Linked DNA regions of Sus scrofa: region 2 is linked to region 1. Evidence: chromatin contacts called from public HiChIP or PLAC-seq data. All regions are on one chromosome and are shown on one strand. Each heading gives the region's core, a stretch centred on a gene start, on an enhancer-like site or on the middle of the called end of the contact. The rest is flanking DNA. Distances are from core to core; before and after follow the strand shown. Region 1 overlaps CYP4V2 (cytochrome P450 4V2). Region 2 overlaps PLEKHA2 (pleckstrin homology domain-containing family A member 2).

Region 1 (4,354 bases), core at 1,153-3,652:
AAACATGGTATTGAGTACTCCAAACAAGTAATGAGTAAGACACGTATGCCCCTACCTTAAAGAGGTTAGTCTAGTAGAGGAGCTTGTCTATTAAAAAATTAAAAATGTGATATGAACTATAAACATTTATTAACAAACAGGGTTATTCATTCAAAGAATAAAGAGACAAGGATTGATGTTATAAGAGTCTTCTGGAAAATGTTTAGATTAGGCAGTAGTTTTCAATGCATAGGGCATTTATAGCAGTATCTCAACTTGGAAAAGAAGAAAATTAACCAGAGACTACTATTTTACTTCCAGTTCAAAATAAGGAGATAGTGATATTGTTTCGGGATATAGAAGGTCAGTCTTGGGTTAAACATGTGTTTTTGACAGAGCAATATTTAATTGAAAATAGACATCAAGCTATGATTTTAGTGTACTGATAAAAACTCTGATTTAAATATATTCTTGCTTTGCTGTAAGTTCTGGTTTAAAATATTTGAGGATTGCTTCCTTCAATGAGGCACAACCTATCACCAACAGATCATGTAGTTACCAAGTCAGCAGATGTTAGATGACTGAGCTCTTGGGTTTAGTTGGCCACAGTGGAGAACAGATTCATCTCCCTTACTGGGCAGTAGAAGAATGACCAACAGTTTGCGTGTTATAACTGCCATTAAATTTTTCCTCAAATTATATGCATTACTGTCAATATCAATGACTAACGAATTCCAAATTGGGTGAACAATATTATTCATTTAATAAATTTTGAAAATGGCACATTGAGTACCAGGCACTAAAGGTTCCCCCCAGGATGAAAGGACATGGAATATTTTGTCCTCAAAGAACTTAGGATCTATTCATTCAGACCACTTAGGAGCAGGTTTGGTCAATTGCCTGATAGGAGAAGAAAGTTGATATGTATAACTAAATTAAGTTCATGGGCTTTAATTTTTTATTCATTCAGAAAAGATCTAATTGAACATTTCTAAAATGCCAGGGGTTGGAAATATATCAGGGAACAAAGACAAATTTGCTGCCATGTGGATGGTACATTTGAGTTATGCCTTATGTTATAGAACAAGTATAATATAAGGCCAGGGGGTGAGTGAAAAAGAAAAAAAAAATAGAGTTAGGAAGATAGTAAATGCTAGGGACCAAGGTAGCTGTGATCTGGGAGGTCTTTCTGATAGTGTGAAAAGGGGCCACAACTTTAAAGGAGGAGGGAGCCAGGCACACTGGAGTCTGAAGAAAGAGAATTCTAGGCAGAGGGGACAGCAAGCATATAGGGTGAATTGACTAATCAGCTTGCTGTTCTTTTCTCCAATACAACCTGTAATTAGAATGATCCATAATTAGTCTATTATATAATGATTGCATTTTCTCCACTACCTAAAGTTTTCCTCATTAGCTCATTCAAACCTCTATGGTACCCTTTAGTAGACTACTAACTATTCTAGTGTTGAAAAAGATGACAAAAATAGCACTTGAATATTCTGAATTTATCTGATATGAAATTTGTTTCAAAAATCTTATCAAACAACATCCTAAAATGTTAAAAGGAAGCTTTACTATATTTTCACAAGAGCCTGAATTATTGTTGAGTTAGAACAGCAAAGGTTTAGAAAAAAAATCCATTAAAGAAGCTAGTCATAGGAAAATGTATTATGAAGGTAACTCAAATTCCAAACCAGAACATATGATTGTTTAAATCATATAGGTCATCACTGAACGGGCTAGTGAAATGAAGAGAGATGAGGAACGTAGCCATGATGACAAGGACATTCCCCCACACAAAAATAAATGCAAGGCTTTTCTTGACTTGCTTTTAAATGTGACTGATGACAAAGGTAACAAGCTGAGTCATGAAGATATTCGAGAAGAAGTTGACACCTTTATGTTTGAGGTATTTTATCTTATGTTATTTTCGGATATCATTAAACAAACTCCAGTTTTGTCTTTTTTTTTTTTTTTTAAGAATCTTTAGCGTTATTTTTATTTGTTTAATTTTAATAAATTTTCAGGCATACTCACTGCATGTGGAAGTTCCTGGGCCAGGGATTGAACTGACACCACAGTAGTGATGGATCCTTTACCTGCTAAGCCAGGAGAGAGCTCCTAGCATTATTTTTTAGAGTTTACTCAAGTTTTAAAGTAGCTTCACATAACTGAAGATGAGTCATTAAATTATAATTAGAAATTACAAAATGTAAGACCCTGATTAAGTACCAGCTCAACTTTCTTCTTCAGAAAAAGCTTTTGACTTGTGGTGGGTACTCGACAGACACATTGTTTTCTCAAGAAAACCTTAAACTCATCAGATTTTTCCAAGCAGCAAAGCAGCTAGAAATTGCTCTCACTTCCTTATGTGGCTTCATCCCTTTATTTTTTAATCTCTGAAAGCCAGAAGTCTGTCTCAGCACTACTTCCTTTTTGAAGTTCTAGCAACCAAGTGCTTAGTTCTTGATATGAGTTGCTGTAACTAAAGAGAAAGAGTGCTCTGAGAGAGAGTTTGACACATTTGCAATTCTAAAGGGATTTCTGGTCTTAAAATAATGAGAAGAAAGATGCAGTTTTTACAAAAGGTAATTCTGACATTATTAAATATTAAAAGAATGACTCAGTGTGTGGATTGCCAAATATAGACTAAGAAATGGGTTTTTTTGTTTGTTTTTGCTTTTTAGGGCCACTCCTGCATCCTATGGAAGTCCCAGGCTAGAGGTTGAATTGGAGCTATAGCTGCCTGCGGACACCACAGCCACAGCAATGCTGGATCTTAACCCACTGAGGGAGGCCAGGGATATAACATGCATCCTCATGGGTACTAGTCAGATTAGTTACTGCTGAGCCACAAGGGAACTCCCAAAAATGGTTTTTAAAAGCACACTGTGGCAATATCCTGGAAGTGGAGGAAAATGAAGGGTATCAGCAGTGTCTGAATGACTCAGCGGTTGCCAACTGTCGGTGGTATGAGTCGGCCCCTTCTTGCCATCTGGGCCCAGTGTACCTGGGGTGCAGCGTGCGCCAGGGCCAGCGCATTCTCCCTGGGATGCTGTGTAGAAAGCGAGCGGTGTCAAGGGTCCCTAGGCCCAAGGTCTCCTTCTGGCTCCGTGCTCGCTGGCGCTACAAGATTGAGCCAGTCATCCCAGGTCTTTGTCACAGTTTCCCTGTATATAAAAATAGAGAGATGGGGAGTTCCCGTCATGGCGCAGTGGTTAACGAATCCGACTAGGAACCATGAGGTTGAGGGTTCGATCCCTGCCCTTGCTCAGTGGGTTAAGGATCTGGCGTTGCCGTGAGCTATGGTGTAGGTTGCAGAAGTGGCTCGGATCCTGCGTTGCTGTGGCTTTGGCGTAGGCTGGTGGCTATAGCTCCGATTCGACCCTAGCCTGGGAACCTCCATATGCCGCTGGAGGGGCCCAAGAAATGGCAAAAAGACAAAAAAAAAAAAAAAAAAAATAGAGATTTGATCATTGGTTTTAAACCTCTTTTAAAGCAGAACACTTTATCGAAATTACATTTTATGCGTAAACTGGATATCTAAATTAGCTGAAAAGTAGAGCAGTACTTAGCCTGCGGGCTTTGGGGCAAAATCCCAGCTCTCACCTGTACTAGAGGAAGGACCTCGGGCACCTGATGGAGACTTTCTGGACCTCGGTGTCCTCGTTGACATAGACTGTGCCTAGCAGGATACTTAAGAGGGTTAGACTACAGATTTTTTTTTTTTTTTTTTTTTTTTTTGGTCTTTTTGCTATTTTTGGCTGCTTCTGTGGCATATGGAGGTTCCCAGGCTAGGGCTAATCGGAGCTGTAGCCACTGCCTACGTCAGAGCCACAGCAACGCAGGATCCGAGCCGCGTCTGCAACCTACACCACAGCTCACGGCAACGCCGGATCCTTAACCCACTGAGCAAGGCCAGGGATCGAACCCTCAACCTCATGGTTCCTAGTCGGATTCGTTAACCACTGCGCACGACGGGAACTCCACGACTACAGATGTTTTAAAGTGTGCCGAGAACCGTGCAGGCACTTGGGAAGCACGTAACAGGTACTGGCTACTGTTATTTGCTGTTGAGGTGGAGAGACCAGCCCACATCTCCACCCCGCATGCGCACACGCACCCATGGCCATATATCGGCACACTTACACATACATACACTCTCATACACACACCTTCACATCCACACACGGGCCCACACACATCCTTCTCCCACAGGAAACCTCTGCCTTTCTTGAAAACAGACTAATGATCTCTTTCTTCCAGCGCTAGTGTTCTCTGCAATTCTGTTTTTTCTTTTCGCATCAAATAGGAGGCGTAGCACTTGCAACTGTCAGATTGTGTCCTCCTCCGTGAGGCCGAGGCAGGCTATTAC
Region 2 (3,821 bases), core at 1,091-3,590, 630 kb after region 1:
AGATAAATATATTTTTTTAAAGAAAAGCTAAAGAAAAGGAATACAAAAATACAATACCTTTCAAAATTGCACCTCCAAAAATCAAATACCTGGGAATACACCTTATCAAGGAGGTGAAAGACTTATATGCTGAGAACTATAAAACATTAATCAAGGAAATTAAAGAGGATTCAAAGACATGGAAAGATATTCCATGCTCTTGGGCTAGAAAAATTAATATTGTAAAAATGGCCATACTACCCAAAGCAATCTATAGATTCAATGCAATTCCTATCAAATTACCCAGGACATTTTTCACAGAACTAGAACAAACAATCCAAAAATTTATATGGAACCACAAAAGACCCATAATTGCCAAAGCAATCCTGAGGAACAAAAACCAGGCAGGAGGCATAACTCTCTCAGACTTCAAAAAATATTACAGAGCCACAGTCATCAAGACAGTGTGGTACTGGTACCAAAACAGACAGACAGACCAATGGAACAGAATAGAGCACTCAGAAATAAACCCTGACACCTACGGTCAATTAATCTTTGACAAAGGAGGCAAGAATATAAAATGGGGAAAAGACAGTCTTTTCATCAAGTATTGCTGGGAAACCTGGACAGCTGCATGTAAATCAATGAAACTAGAACACACCCTCACACCATGCACAAAAATAAACTCAAAATGGCTTAAAGACTTAAATATAAGACAAGACACTATCAAACTCCTGGAAGAGAACATAGGCAAAACGTTCTCTGGCATCAACTTTACAAATGTTTTCTCACGTCAGTCACCCAAAGCAGCAGAAATAAAAGCAAAAATAAACCAATGGGACCTTGTCAAACTGACAAGCTTTTGCACAGCAAAGGAAACCAAAAAGAAAACAAAAAGACAACTTACAGAATAGGAGAAAATAATTTCAAATGATGCAACTGACAAGGGCTTAATCTCTAAAATGTAGAAACAACTTATACAATTCAACAGCAAAAAAGCCAACAACCCAATGGAAAAATGGGCAAAAAACTTGAATAGACATTTTTCCAAAGATACACAGATGGCAAACAAGCACATGAAAAAATACTCAACATCCTTGATTATTAGAGAAATGCAAATCAAAACTACCATGAGATACCACCTCACACCAGTCAGAATGGCCATCACTAATAAGTCCACAAATACCAAGTGCTGGAGGGGTGTGGAGAAAAGGGAACCCTCCTGCACTGTTGGTGGGAATGTAAGTTGGTACAACCACTATGGAGAACATTATGGAGGTACCTTAGAAATCTATACACAGAACCACCATATGACCCAGCAATCCCACTCTTGGGCATATACCCAGGCAACTTTCCTTAAAAAAGACACATGTACCCACATGTTCTTTGCAGCACTATTCACAATAGCCAAGACATGGAAATAACCTAAATGTCCATTGACAGATGAATGGATTAAGAAGATATGTGACATATACATAATTGAATACTTCGCTGCCATAAAAAAGAATGAAACAATGCCATTTGCAGCAACATGGATGGAACTGGAGATTCTCATACTGAGTGAAGTAAGTCAGAAAGAGAAAGTCAAATACCATATGATATCACTTATATCTGGAATCTAATACACGGCACAAATGAACCTTTCCACAGAAAAGAAAATCTCGGACTTGGAGAATAGACTTGTAATTGCCAAGAGGGAGGAGGAGGGAGCAGGATGGATTAGGAACTTGGGGTTAATAGATGCAAACTATTGCCTTTGGAATGGATAAGCTATGAGATCCTGCTGTGTAGCACTGGGAACTATGTCTAGTCACTAACAATGGGGTACAATCACGTGAGAAAAAAGAATCTATACATGTATGTGTGACTGGGTCACCATGCTGTGCAGTAGAAAATTGACAGAACACTGTAAACCAGCTATAATGAAAAATGATCTTATTTTTAAGATCTCTAATGTGGCTTGAAGAGACAGGAAAAAATAGAGTGAAATAAGGGAGATTCATCTACCTGATGGTGCTGATACTTTAAAGGTAAATAAAATGAGAGAAACTGAAAATAGGGATAAAGCTTACATGATATTGGCCCCGGGATGAAATAACCCACTATAACCTCCAACAGCTGAGAAGCAAAAAAAAATTAATTCATTTGTAAATCTGGAGATTTTTCTTTCACATTACTTGGTGTTGGCAGGAGAGGGAATTTCAGGGATTTTGCTCCAGAAAAAGAGTCAGGAATACAGCAGGGCATGCAAGGAATAACATCTGCTGCCTTGTCACCCTCAAGGGTAGAAGCTGGGGCAGTGGCATCGGTGGTGAGCGAGAGGGATACCAACAGGAAATTGCTAAATTTCTACAGGAGAAAGTTAATCGGGAAATGACATCAGAGGTCTCAGCGAGGACTGTAATAAGCAGACAGGAACTGGGGTGTGGAGATTAGAAAACGCATGGGCCACGTGAACGGAGAGTTCACCTCTGTTTCAATCTCCAGCCTGGGTGAGGGTGCCCTGCGGAGCCTCAGCCCTGCTCAGGGCCCGGGAAAAACACAACAGCAACAAAACACAAGCACAGCTATTTCAGAACTCAGCCCAGAGACTGGACCAAAGGTTATAACTTCAAAAATGTGGGGACATCTACTTCCTACTGTTATAACAGCATTGCATTTTGAAGCTGTCAAAAGAGCACATTCCAAAGAGTCTAAGGCCGGAGAGAGAAGGGAATGTACTGAGAACACGGTCCCAGAGGAAGTGCCCCTGAGATGCAGCAGCGATGAAGTCAGCCAGAAGGCGGGGAGGATGGGAAAAGGTGCCCAATCCCCCACCTTCCACCCCCACCCGAGAATGCTGAATGGAGGGCAAAAGACACTCAAGGAATTTTTAAGGGAAAAAAAAAAAAATACTGAGAACCAGGCAGAAACAACTGACTATGGATACCACTGCAACAAAGATGCCAAAAACAACAAAATAGTTGAAACGCTCATGACCTCTCTTAACAGCGGCCTCATCTCTGTTCAGAGAAACTGTGGTTATTGGAGCTGGTAGGAAACAAAGGCCTGCCCTGGGCTCCTCAGACCACCTCTCCCAGGGAGCTCCCCAGCACAGGGAGCCATCATGGAGGGAGGGGGGTATAAATAGCCTATAAAGACAGAGATCTCCAACTTTCAGAATGTGAAAATCCCCCCAGTTAGAAGACTCCCTGATTCGGTTTCACTGGAGGGCCTTTTAACAGCAGCCAAACAGGAGCCCCAGAGCCAAGACCTTCACTTCCAACTTGACCTTCTCACCCACTAAAACGTGGGCAGGAGGAAAATGCAAAGAAAGCATCCTTATTTTTTCTACGGGACTAGCCTTCTGCAAAGCCCTGGAAGGACGCAGACATGGCTTAAACCAGTTGGGAGGCAGGTGCCCGGGTCTCTGGATTAGGGGAAGGAGGAGGGGCTGGGTGTGGCTCAGAGGATGCACCAGTGACAGTGATCAGTTTGGGTGCCTCTTGCAAGAACATTTAAAAGGGTGTGCTTGCTGATCTCAATAACCCAGCTAGATGCTAGAGTGAAGTGAAGGAGCACGGGTTGTAGAGTCCAACAGGGGCTGTAGAGGCCAAGAGACTCTACTACACTCTTCTGGGCCTCTTCCCTCATTTGAAAAATGGAGAGAGAATCACCACACCTACTTCAAAGGCTGCTGGTGCAGATTAAATGAATGATGTCTAAAAAGTGCTTCACAGGAGGACTGGTAGGAGACTAAGAGCTGGGTAAATACTATTAAGGAGTGTGTGTGTGTGTGTGTGTGTGTGTGTGTGTGTGTGTGTGTGTACCTGAAGTGCCTAAAAAGTAGTACACGACTCCCA

What was found. HiChIP or PLAC-seq counts read pairs in DNA pulled down with a chosen protein or histone mark.
Region 2: a contact with region 1 is called in an H3K27ac HiChIP or PLAC-seq map of alveolar macrophages. The contact joins two enhancer-like sites. A contact is called at or near these places in 1 of 47 Hi-C or Micro-C datasets (epiblast stem cells) and 1 of 2 datasets of contacts at active chromatin or transcription factors (alveolar macrophages).

What each region holds. Positions count from the first base shown.
Region 1 is chr15:47,057,214-47,061,567 of Sscrofa11.1, forward strand. All of the region lies in intron 6 of CYP4V2 (cytochrome P450 4V2), which reads left to right. Among named protein-coding and RNA genes, the nearest start is that of KLKB1, 12 kb to the right of the region's middle. Within about 2 kb of position 2,403, at least 4 of the 83 cell types and tissues checked have an H3K27ac peak or open chromatin away from gene starts, as enhancers often do. A contact at or near this core is called in alveolar macrophages, where this site is marked.
Region 2 is chr15:47,689,596-47,693,416 of Sscrofa11.1, forward strand. All of the region lies in intron 1 of PLEKHA2 (pleckstrin homology domain-containing family A member 2), which reads right to left. Among named protein-coding and RNA genes, the nearest start is that of PLEKHA2, 5.7 kb to the right of the region's middle. Within about 2 kb of position 2,341, at least 31 of the 83 cell types and tissues checked have an H3K27ac peak or open chromatin away from gene starts, as enhancers often do. A contact at or near this core is called in alveolar macrophages, where this site is marked.